Linked DNA regions of Canis lupus: region 2 is linked to region 1. Evidence: chromatin contacts called from public Hi-C data. All regions are on one chromosome and are shown on one strand. Each heading gives the region's core, a stretch centred on a gene start, on an enhancer-like site or on the middle of the called end of the contact. The rest is flanking DNA. Distances are from core to core; before and after follow the strand shown. Region 1 has its middle 94 kb from the start of TMC1. Region 2 has its middle 120 kb from the start of ZFAND5.

Evidence for each region. A called contact is a pair of places that touch in the nucleus more often than the background predicts.
Region 2: a contact with region 1 is called in a Hi-C map of blood, with 3 times the contacts expected there. The contact joins two enhancer-like sites. A contact is called at or near these places in 3 of 9 Hi-C or Micro-C datasets (blood and liver).

The regions. Positions count from the first base shown.
Region 1 is chr1:85,909,290-85,915,522 of UU_Cfam_GSD_1.0, reverse strand. No RefSeq gene overlaps it. Among named protein-coding and RNA genes, the nearest start is that of TMC1, 94 kb to the right of the region's middle. Within about 2 kb of position 1,877, at least 10 of the 20 cell types and tissues checked have an H3K27ac peak or open chromatin away from gene starts, as enhancers often do. A contact at or near this core is called in blood, where this site is marked.
Region 2 is chr1:85,972,911-85,979,555 of UU_Cfam_GSD_1.0, reverse strand. No RefSeq gene overlaps it. Among named protein-coding and RNA genes, the nearest start is that of ZFAND5, 120 kb to the left of the region's middle. Within about 2 kb of position 4,650, at least 4 of the 20 cell types and tissues checked have an H3K27ac peak or open chromatin away from gene starts, as enhancers often do. A contact at or near this core is called in blood, where this site is marked.

The sequences.
Region 1 (6,233 bases), core at 628-3,127:
GCTGTAGTCAGTTTCTAGTGGATCCTAGTAGATCACAGTAGATGCCAGGGTTGCGATTTACCCTGAAAGGAGTCTTTTGTCTACATGGGGAAGAAAAATTGCAGAACTGCGACAGCAGCCCAGAGTGGAAATGATGGAACGGGTTCTCGGCAGAGGCAGGGGTCTCCCGGCCTAGGGCACAGGCTGTGAAAGCATCCTGGACTTCCAATCACCCCCAAAGGGCTTGTTAAAATGCAGATTTCTGGGCCCTTTGATGCAGAAAGTCTGGGGTGGGGTCTGAGCATTTGCATTTATCTCTCTCCAACAAGTCCCTCGGATATGCTAATATTGCTACTTTGGAGACCACACTTGGAGAATCACTGGTCTGGAGAAAAACTGCCAGATGTGGCAGATAAAATGAATAGGACTTGGTGGTAGATGGTTTATGCAGCACCATGTAAAAGGAAGATTCAGGAACTCTTCTCTGTTTTCTGAATCTTGCAATGGAATGAATGGGTAAGTCCTATTCACTGGTATTCAGAGAACAGGGGATCAGACCAAGGAAGATCAAGGGATTTGGTGATGCACGTGTGTTTGAGTGTGCCTTTGAAACAACTCAGTGGAGGCACCGGGGTGGTTCAGTGCTTAAGCATCTGCCTTCGGCTCAGGTCATGATCCTGGGGTCCTGGGATAGAGTCCCACATCGGGGTCCCTGCAGAGCGCCTGCTTCTCCCTCTGCCTGTGTCTCTGCCTCTCTGTGTCTCTCATGAATAAATAAATAAAATCTTGAAAAAAGAAAAAACCCAACTCAGTGCATATAGCAAGCAGGGACATACATATATGGAACTCCAAGGGAGGTGATCAGAGATATAAACTTAGGGGTCACTCTATAAATGCTTAATGAAACTGAGGACTTCCAATGAGATCAATTCAGTTCTCTTCCTTTCTTTTGCATTTATCCTCAGTTTGAAAGCTCTGGCTTCTCTTTTTCTTGGCCTTTCCAACGTGCCACAATCCTTTCAGCCTCCGTGTCTTCTTATCTGCTGTTCCTTCTGTTTGGGGAAATGCTTCCTGTTCCCTCTTCCATAATTTAGCTCCTTTTCCTCTTTGGATTCCACCCCTGCCTCGTCCCCTGGTGGGTCCTGTGTGGCATTAACAACCAGGTACCTTTGCTTCTTTCTGTAGCACAAATCAGAGTTTGTGGCCGTGTGTTTAGGTGTGTGATATTTGCTGAAGTGTCATCTCTCCCACTACGCTCTCAGAGGTCACCATTGCTACCTGGGGGCTTGGCTCAATATCTTACCTCTAAGGAAAACCCTCTGAAACACTTGGTAAGTGTCCAGCATGCCAGTCACAGTGACGATTTCTCTCTCGGGAAGGGGGGGAAGTGGTGAGTTTTGTGAAGCTGTTGTTGGTGTTTACTCAGTGCTGAGGCAAAGTTTTGCAGGCCTCTGGGTGTGCGAACCAGCGACTGCGCCATCTGGTGGAAGCCAGGGCCGCAAAACCTGTGGTCTCAGCCTGGGCTTGTCAAGGTTGCTGAAACAATGTTGCCCTGGGTTCAGAAAAGACTCTTTTCTTACACATAAAAAAAATAAGAGTACATTTTATTAGAGGGAACATAGACTCTCTTTGAGAGACCTCGTTGGAGAAAATTGGATATGTATTGAAAATAGTGTTGAGTTTTCAAAGCAGAGAAGCGTGGCAATTGAGAAGGGCTTCTTAAAAGGACTCAGGGGGAAATAAGGAAGTTAGAGATCTCCACCCAAAGCCAGAATCAGAAAAACAGGAACAGGCATATAGCTGAGCTTCTCAGGCTGATTTGCATTTTGGAACTGGCCAGTCAGTGGGGATGTTGCTCGTCTCTAGCCATGTGTCTCATAAGCCCTTGCCGTGTCCGGTGGGAGTACCGGTTATTTTCTCTCCCTCCTGCAAGGGGCAAGGTGTCGCTGACTGGTTATGGGAATGACTAGGGCTGTGCAATGTGATGTGTGGGGGTCTGAGAGTGTAATCATTATTTTTCTTTGCTTCTAAGTTCTCTTATAATGAGGAAGAGGAGGGAGGAGGGGCAGAGGGAGAGGGAGAGAGAGAACCTCAAGCAGACTCCCTGCTGAGTGCCAAGCTTGACTCCAGGCTTGATTCCTGGCTTGATCCCATGACCCTGTAGATCAAGACCTGAATTGAGATTGAGAGCCGGGTTCCTAACCGACTGAGCCACCCGGGCTCCCCAAATTCAAATATTCTTGGGGCTACTAGTAGACTTACCGAAGGACATGAAACCAAATGGATTGATTCTGGTCAGTCACTTCCCTAGATATGATGTCCCTATTAGAGCCTTTGTATCTGGCTGCCTCATAGACTCCTGCCCAGACCGCATATTGTTTGCTCAAGAGTCTGGTGCTCTCTCTCTTCCACTCATATTCGGCCATTGTTGGGGGTCACATAGTACAGAACATAATTACTGAATCAGTTAAAGTGGCTTTAATTTAAATTGGCTTGAATCATAAGGGAATTTATTTCTTATAAATGGAAAAGTCCAGCATTAGAATGGCCTTCAGGTAAGGGTTGATCCAGTGGTTCAATGCTGTCAAAAACCCTGTTTATTTTTTTCCTACTTCAGTATCTACAGTACCAGTGTCATCTTCTTTTTTAAAGATGTATTTATTTATTTGAAAGAGAGAGAGAGACCACCAGCAGGAGGGAGGAGAAGCAGACTCCCCACTGAGCACAGAGCCTGATGCAGGGCTGGATCCCAGGACCCTGAGATAGTGATCTGAGCCCAAGGCAAGAGTTGGATGTTCAACCAACTGTGCCACCCATGCTGTGTGGGCTTTCTCTTAAGGTTGCTCTCCCTTTAGGCCCTCCTTCAGACCTCCTTCTATCCCTTTGCCTAAAAACACATCAGTTTTTCCCCCATTTCTTCTTTCAAGGGTGTCGAGATGCTGATGACTCAAGGCGAATGCTTGTAATTGCCTGGTTTTTAAGTCCCATCACCCCAGAAACTGATTAATAGTGCTTCTAGTCTCTAAAGCATGGAGATCATTTTCCTGGTGATTGTCATTGCTTTTTTTGCACATAGAAGACCAGCTAGAGTAGATGCTAGAATTCTCAGGAAGCTCTGAAGTGGAGGCATTTTTAAGGCCAGGGGAGCAGAATGTGTGTTGCATGTAATTACTCATGCAAGTGTTTTTTAATTTAATTTTGCCTGCTAAAGATGGAAGCTAGTTTATTTTAATGCAATATAACAAAGGCAACACAAAGCACACATCTTAAGTGTATAGTTTGATGAGTTTTGCCAATGCGTACCTCAATGTAACTACCACCCACATCAGAGAGAGAGCATTTCTAGCCCTTCAAAAAGCTCCCTATGCCCCTTCCTGGTTAGGAACATCTCTTAAGGTATTTACTTTTGAAGAATATTATAACTGGTTCAAACCTAAAGCACAGAGAACAACAAAGTGTACCTCAATGTATATATCTCCTTTATATTTATCACCAAGACCCTGTGATTATAAGGATTTTGCCACACAATATTCATTGAACCTTTTTGTGTGGTTATATATTTTAAGCAAATCCCAAATATCACATCATTCTATTTTGATATGCATCTCTAAAAGCATGAAGATTTTCTTACATAACCATAGCACTACTATTATCGGTGACTAAACGTTAAGTATTTGGAGTCATTTAACACACAGTACACACGCCCATCTGTCTAATTGTCTTTGTATAATTTATTGGTTCGAATTGAGATTTAATCAAGATCTAAAGTAGTAGTCTCAATCTCTATCTTCCTCTATCTCTCTCCTTTTCTCCCTGTCACTGACTTGGTGAAGATACTAGTGAGTTGACCTGTAGAATGTCCTATGTTCTGAATTTGTCTGTTCCCTGGAGCAGATGTTTAGCATGTTCCTCTAGCTACTATTTGCTTTCCCAACCAGAAGGAAGTCTGTGCTGACTTCCGCCGACTTCCACCGACTTTTGATTCAAGAAGCTCCCTTCCGGGCCCAGCGGGAGCTGTTATTTTCCTAAGTGCAAATTGTTACACTGCAAATTGGTAAATAAAGTATTTTTACGCTCGCAAAAAAAAAAAAAAAAAAAATAGATTAAGCCTGTAAAAGTAAACTCTACAGGCTTAATCCAGTCCAGGTCTAGATTTTTTTTTTTAATTTTTATTTATTTATGATAGTCACACAGAGAGAGAGGCAGAGACATAGGCAGAGGGAGAAGCAGGCTCCATTCACCAGGAGCCCGACGTGGGATTCGATCCTGGGTCTCCAGGATCACGCCCTGGGCCAAAGGCAGGCGCTAAACCGCTGCGCCACCCAGGGATCCCCAGGTCTAGATTTTTGCAAGAATATGATGTTGTGGGGATCCCTGGGTGGCTCAGCAGTTTGGTCCTGCCTTCGGCCCAAAACATGATCCTGGAGTCCTGGGATTGAGTTCTGCGTCGGGCTCCCTGCAGGGAGCCTGCTTCTCCCTCTGCCTATGTCTCTGCCTCTCTCTCTCTCTCTCTCTGTGTGTCTCTCATGAATAAATAAATAAAATCTTAAAAAAAAAAAAAAAGAACATGATGTCCTGTATGTCACATTGCATCACTCTAGGAGGGACATCATATCTGGCTGTTCCACTTTAACGATACTGATTGTTGAATGCAAGTATTTATCACCTGATCTTCATTTCTTTATCAGCGTTTCATCTAATGATTAGCTCTACAAGTATTTATCAGGGCCTCTACTGAGTACCTTTTATGTATGAGATATTGGGGTTAAAAAGGTAGGCAGAGGAAACCTGTTGTTGACAAGTGTAAAGCTGTTCATGTATCCTCAGCCTATCAGTGTACCCCCCAAAATTGAGGGTTCCTATTTTTGGAGCAGATTGCCTCACCAGGGGAAAATGGGAATGACAAATGCAATGAGAGCCCAGTGCTTCCCTCATGTCTAATTAATCCTATTACCTTTCCTTTGGCCCCTATGTCTCATTCCATTCCTTTTCCTTCATTTTCTGATGACTTTGCCCTCATAATGTGCCAATATACTGAGGACCAGTGTTGGAGGTGTGGCACTCAATTATCCTTGTTTGTATACCATGGTGATTCATGGTGGAGCTGGCTCCAGAGCAGATCGTACAACTAATTTTGTGAAAGAGAAAACGGAGTGACAAAAACCGTGTAACTCATCCAAGTTCACACAGGGACTGGCCCTAATAAGAAATGACTACTTTACTGAAAATACTGAGTGTCGCAACTTCTGACAAGCAGCAGAGACTCTTCTAGGAAGAAAGTCAGAGGCATTTAGCAGAAATCTACACCAAAGCACACAGTGTAAAGAACTGTTTACACTGTCTCCTCAGGGAAAACTCAGGATAATACACATTTAACAAAGTTTTTTGGAGGCAGCTTAAAGTAGCTAAGAGTTGCATGTCAGTAGGCCTCCTTTGTGGAATTCAAATGTTAAGGGCTTGCATTCCACCTTGAAGAATATTATATTACTAACTAGAGAGAAATGGCAGGTGAAAAATTAGGAAAAAGAGAACAAAGGAAAAGCCACTAGAGTCTCTGGAGCGCAGTGTGTGAGACAGTCGACCGTCCGTGGCTTGTTAAGCTTGCACCATGAAAAGATCACATTCCTATTTCATCTTGTGAGTGTGCAGGACACACACCAACCACCAGCAGCCCTGGTAAATATTTGTGGTTTCGAATTTCACAAACTGCAAGGCAGAGGGCTGAGGGCTCAGCTGCTCTGGTTGCAGAGCCCTGGTGACAACGATCGCAAAACTTCCATGCGGGAGCCTTCTCAGATGACACGATGTGGAATTCCTAATCAGACAAGTGTATTAGGAAGGACCTTCCAACCCTGCCTCTTTGGAGAGGCACATTTTACATCTGTCGCGGACCAGAGTTCCAGCCACTGAGCTTTCTTCCCTGGCAGTGAAGCAAGGGCCCCCCAGGGGGCACCCGTGGGGCAGGCAAAGTGTCCTTGCGAGCAGGTCAGGGGGACTCGGGGCCCACCTGCCTCCCAGGGGTGCACCTTGGCTCAGACAGGCTCAACTCTGGAGTCACAGTGCTGCTCTCTGACAGATTTCGGTTTCTGGAAAAGGAAGGTGTCACCTTGAGGGCACCTGCTGTTCAGCGTACAGCAGATGAATGTTGAAGACGGGTCGTGGTCACTGCAGCAACTGGCCTGGGGCGATCCTGTCTACCCCACTCTTTCCAAGCTTCCCTCCAGGAGGCCCTGAGTATAAATAGGAGTTAGCAC
Region 2 (6,645 bases), core at 3,401-5,900, 61 kb before region 1:
CACGTTTATTACCAAGTTACAATGATTGATAAGCTATAGATTCAGTTTAATCAACAAATGCTATGGTTGGAAATGGGATCACAGAGGCCTGGCTGGCCCAGTCAGTGGAGCACGTGAGTCTTGATGTTGGGGTTGTGAGTTTGAGTTCCACATTGCGTGTAGAGGTTGCTTAAAAATAAAATCTTAAAAAAAGAAATTGAAATAAGATCACAAACATAATCTCTATCAGTGAACCTCCTAAAGAATGAACTGTGTCTATGTACATGTCAAGAGAACAAGGAAGCTTTGTTAAAAGTTCCATTGAGACACATGAGGACTAGTCAGTCACCTTAGATCAGAATGTATGTGGTGGTTTATAGGTATCTGTCAAAATGCTTAACAACAAAACAAAATATTTATCAAATGCTTACTAAACTCAAGGCATTGTGCTACTCTGCAATAATATAAAGGCAAATAAACCTGGATTCACATTTTCAGGAGCTCATGAGAGGCAAAAACCTGAAATCTAAACATATTTGTGGACTTAAACGCATATTTCCATCATTCGGTCACTAATATCAAGAAAGCTAAGAGTTTTTCAAATTGATCTTCATCATGGAATCTCAGAAAAATTTCTTGGGCTACTAATTTTTCCTGCTCTAGACATTAATCACCACTTCAGTTTTGACTGCGAGATATATATGGTATTTCATGTACAGGCCATGTGCCATCTTCACCGAGATTTAAATGCATACTTATATTCAGAGCATCCTACAGAGAGAATTGTCTCAATTTGCTCTTCTGTTTTGCTTGTTGCCCAATGATTTATGCCCCATGAGAAAAATATGAATGCTACAAGTGCTAGAAACATGGTAGGTGAAAAGTCATAGGAGAGCTGAAAAGAGGTAAAATAATGCAGTAAAAACAACACAGGCTCAGAAGGCAGGCGGCTTAGCCAGCCATTCCACCTACTAGCTGGCCAGCTTTAGTCATGACCTGGCCTTGAAGAGGCTCAATTTTCCCCTGTTGTGTAACAGGAGTAGAGCAGTTCCTTTTCTACCTATCTCATTGGGTTGTGTAAGGCTCAAACAGGAAATCTCCTAAGTCCAACAGAACCCCACGAGTGACTCACCGTGAAATGACGTCACAGGTTAGATTAACTACTCTAGGAAATTATCAAAGTTGTTGCTATTATTCTCAAAAAGTCTGAGTAGACAGAGATATCATTCACCTGCTTTTATCTTTCAGATGGGTGTGGGAGTGAGGTGGGACAGGAGCTGGAGGAGGAGCTGGAGAGTCCAATTGACTCTCATGTAATATTTATAGCACAGGAGAAAATGCAGTCAACTGAAGGGCTTTGTAGGGATTGACTACATTTTTTTATACCATGGTTCGTGACATGCTTACAATGGATTTCCCCTGAATTATCCCCAAAGCAAGTGAAGACACTGAATGATCCAGGTGGATTTGAAAAATCAACTCTAAACAATTTTTTTAAAAAAAGATTTTATCTATTTATTCATGAGAGACACACAGAGAGAGGCAGAAACACAGGCAGGGGGAGAAGCAGGCTTCCTGAGGAGCCTGCTTCAGGACTCGATCCTAGGACTCAGGGATCACAACCTGAGCTGAAGGCAGGTGATCAACCACTGAACCATCCAGGCACCCCTAAAAATTTTTTTAAATGCACACACAGCTCTTCTTTAGAAAGGAACTTTAATATAAAACAGACAATCACAGTTTATCTTCTATCCCTTAAAACAGAGAGAAAGCAATCATCCCATAACTTCACCCTTTATAGTAACCTTAGCTGATGAGTAGCTTTGGAGAAAAACTAAATAAACTAAGATGTACTGTGCTCCTTCCTCTCTCCTAACAAGAACTGAAAGTCTGAGTCATAAAATAGAGGCCTTAGCCACTAGTTAGAATTTAAGACTTGGCATTTCTGTGGAGGCAATTCTTAAACACAGTGTATTAAAAAAAATGAAAGAACAACAACAGCAAAACCCTCCAGACATTTAATGCCTGATGTTTTTGAAGAGAGAGAGGATTTATATTTGTGTGTGTGTGTGTGTGTGTGTGTGTGTGTGTGTCTGTATTCTTACATGGGCTGTGGCTGTGTTTTTGGTGATTTTCACTTTTAAAACATTTCAGTCTTAACCAAGGTCACCACTCTACTATTTTCTGGTCTTGTTAAGAGAGGTAAAGCTCGAAAAACAAGTTATTTTTGTTTCTGTGTCCTGTCCTACCCCCAGTCTTCTACTTTGTTGGTTAGTGGCTGGATTTTATTTACATGGCAAAAAAAGTCAAGCATTACAAAAGTTTAATTAAAAGTTATCGGAGAAGATATTTATATTCTGAATTGTAATGTAAATGCAGCTCTCTTAGCTCTTTGGCTAACCATGGTCCTCTGATGTACTTGATTTTATGTGTGAGACTCTTAAGCTTTCCTATTCTGACCCCCTCTAAGAATCTTATTTCTTCTTGGGACTCTTCTTCCCCTCAATAGTCTAAGAATCTCACTTAAAGATGGTGATGGTGGTGACCATCATGATGTGAGATCTGACTGCTATTGCCTCTTGCTATTTAACATCAGGGATGAAAATTGATCCTGTACAGTTTATAAATGCTACATCGCTGCTGGGATGGTCTGGATTCTCTATAACTTTGGCCTCATTCTGGGGAGTTGGATAAAAGGGTTCTATTCCTAATTCCAATATGTGTGTGAGGGGTTTCCCCACGCTACTAAATAATTCTCTGAAGTCAGCTGGGTGTTTTACAGTTTAACTCAATTTTAACACTATCTACCCAGATAATACATCAGATTACTTGTGGGAAAAGCTCAGCCCCACAAGACTGCTCCTCCTCCACCGCACTCCTCCTCCACTGCAGACACCAGATGCAAGTCCAGGTTGTCACTTGTACTTCTGACTGGCTATAGATTGGATGTATCCACATCCCCCTCCTTGGGTTCCAGTGATTTGCTTGAGCAGCTCACAGAACTCAGAGAAACATTTTACTTACTAGATTATTGGTTTATTGTAAAAGGTTATAACTCAGGAACATCCAGCTGGAAGAAATGCATAGGGCAAGGTATGGGGAAAGGGTGCAAATCTTCCATGTTCTCTCTGAAGGCACCACTCTCCTCAAAAATCCAAATGTTCACCACCCAGATAGATCTCCCAGGTAGCCCTTTGGGTTTTAATGGAGGCTTCATTCCATAGAATTGCTAGGTTAAATCATTGGCCTTCAGCGACTGATTCAGTTTCTAATTCCTTCAAGCCCTTGGAGGTCAGTGAGGTGGGCCTGAAATATCCCACCCTCCAATTATGGGGTTTGTTGCCCTGGGGACCAAACTTCATTTTTTGGCGACCTTGGGGCATTCTCAGAGTTGCCTCATTAACATAACAAAAGATACCTGGTGTCCCTCACCATTTAGGAAATTCCAAGGGCTTTAGAATTTCTGTACTAGAAATGGGAAATATCAAAACATTATATGGTCTCATTCATTTGGGGAATATAAATAATAGTGAAAGAGAATAGAAGGGAAGGGAGAAGAAATGGGTAGGAAATATCAGAAAGGGAGACGGAACATGAAGACTCCTAACTCTGGGAAACGAACTAGGGGTGGTGGAAGGGGAGGAGGGCGGGGGTGTGGGGGTGAATGGGTGATGGGCACTGAGGTGGGCACTTGACAGGATGAGCATTGGGTGTTATTCTGTATGTTGGCAAATTGAACACCAATAAAAAATAAATTTATTATTAAAAATATATATATTCCATTCTAAATCACAATATCATATAGAGGAATGGCACATTTTAGTTCACAATTTCATGCTCAGTGACTGTTCTCCAAAGTATAACTGCCGTATTCAGGAGCCTAGGTTGGGCTGGAATCCTTGCGGGGATAAGGCCACCTCCATCCCAAGGAAAACTTCTGTTTGCCAGGATTTGGGTAGATTTACTCAGCTACTAGGACAAAATCAAATGCCATATACTCTTCCCCTAAGACAAAAGTTGGTATGTGCTTTGCAGGGTTTTTGATCTGGGAGGGTAGTTAACGTCAGGGTAAAAGGGTGTGACCTTGAAGGTCAAAGAGGATCAAACAAATAAAAAACTGCAACCAGCTTTACCTCACATAACTGCGATGCAATATCTGGAAGCATTTAGAGTAGAAGATAATACATATACATTTAGGGCAACTGGCCTTCTATAGTTCTCAAATGCCATTTTGATCTGACCTGTAATATCAAAGTGTAACCATACAAAATAAATAATTCAATCACTGGAGATTCACAAACTGTATAATGAATAATATTTTAGATACATTTTCTAGGAAATTACCTTACTACTTTTTCCACATTCAGTCATCTGAAATATCTGACCTTTGTCCAATGCTTTGTTCAGAGCCAAGCCGAGCCACCGTGACATTGGGAGACCAGAGAATTCAAAGCAGAGCGGTCAATAGCCTCTCCCTAATTTGGAAACTGTACACACTCTACTCTTTCTGACCTATGGAGTTATAAAAATTCCGCAAACTATTTTTATCTTCAATGAAATCTTATTGGTGTAACCGGCATTAAAATGAGTGCTTGAATTTAAAACCTTGGTGTAGGCAGTATGTTGCATCATTGTCAAACCTGACTTGTAGCACAGCTGCAGAAGGAAATTGCTCAACCAAAGCCGACCATCAGAAAAAGGGAGGTTCCTGTAATAACTATATTATGTCAATCAGATGTGCCAAGTAAAAGAGAATTGGGTTTCACTACATAAAGAAAAACAAATGTGTTTCCTACCATTTAATTTTTCAATGACTATCTAGTTCAAATTCCAGCCATGTTTTATGGGCAGCATTTTTATCAATACTCACTCTATCAGTTTGAATTGAGTGATCTTGGATTTCCCCAAAGCTTCAAATGCCAATAACTAAAGTATTTCTTATAATGATAGTTGCTGTCATGAGGGAGTCATCTCTGATTCAAGTCTGAGTTTTGGGTTCTTTGGTGCCATGAACTTAGATGACACTCTTCTTCCTCTTCCCTAGTAGTATATCTTTGTAATTACAGATCCCAAAAGGGTATTGAGAAACTTCCTGAAAGAAAAAAATAAACAACGTAAGTGTAGTTCTCAATTGCTGGTCAGATTTCATGGGTCTGGTGGATTTGAGGTCAGAGTTTGGAGTGTGCCTGTGTTGGAGATGCGACCACAAGGTGGCAAGTTTTATGAAAGCAGGCGGAGTCCCTGATAAGGAATTCACTATAAGGAAAATGTTCTGCTGAACAAGTCAAACTCAGGCGCAGGCCAAAGGTTGGAAGGTCCACGGGAGTGAAAGAGGTGTTAAAGTGTAGCAGCTGATACTATAAATCAGTTCTAGAGAAAACCACCCTGTGCGTCAGTTGAAGGAGAAAGAAAAGAAAAAAACACCTGCCCTACCATCCTTGTGACCCTAAGCCTGAGGTCCCTGCTGTTCTTCACTTCTGCCCATTACCACCCAGTATTTCTGAGTCCCCAACAAGGGCATAACAAACAGGACATATTATTTCACCTGCCACTCTCTTACTGGCTGTGGACAATCTCAAGGTGACAAAAAAACATGAGATGAGCACAGTCTGCAGAATTCCAGGTGAGTGGCCAACAGTGTGGCCAACGTGGGGGATCACTGTGCAATGACCAGGAGTGACTTCTAAGACCCTCCTGAGAGATTCTGGCCCACCAGACAATGTGGGGAGAAAGGAATACTCTGAACGGGTCTGAAATTCCTTCCCCAGCATGTCCAAGTGTAACTGACCATGTGAAATTCTTTGTATCTATAAGCTAAAAAAGCCATGAGACATTTGGATGAATGCTATTCATGATCATTTTATCAGTAGTTTTATAAAATCTTGGAAGGACAGGTCTGGATAACCAAGATCTGACTCAAATTTAATTTTAGCTCATGCCTCCATTCCAAATTATGCAGTAGCATGAGTGTAACACACGCAACACACTGATTCTATAACTTTTGGACAGCTCTCTTCTTTAGTGAAATAAGATTTTTCCATGGATTGTGTTCTTTTGCTAGCCATCATGGCAGTGTACAATAAAGCCAGGTGAATACTTATAAGAGAGACTATACCCAGTAGAAAAAGCTAGGACATTTGATGTGAGGCAAAAATACAGTGCAAGGAAATTATACATAGGCATTGTAAGAAGATAATTTTAAATAAAAATTATAGCTATTGTCTACTTAGCTATATAGCATATGTCTACTTAGTATTCCATAGCAATGCAACAGTTAACATTGATCAGACATCTACCACATGCCTGAAACTGTGCTAGGGCCTAAGATACTAAGATAATTAAGACATAGACTCTGCCATAAAGGATTCCCCAACTTAAAAGGGAACAAATAGCTACAGTAAATAACATAATAGTGGGCACCTGGCTGACTCAGTGGTAGAGCGTGTGACTCTTAATCTTGGGGTCGTGAGTTTGAGCTCCACATTGAGGAAAGAGAGATGAAAAATAATAAAATCTAAAATAATAATGTGATGGCAATACTGTGTGATACTGAGGAAAGAGGGAGTGATTGCATTTAGTAAAGTGGTTTGAGACAGCTTCTCAAAGAAGGACTCTCTTGGTCTGGATTTGGAAGGTGAGTCGGGTAAGGAAGGAATATTTCAGTTA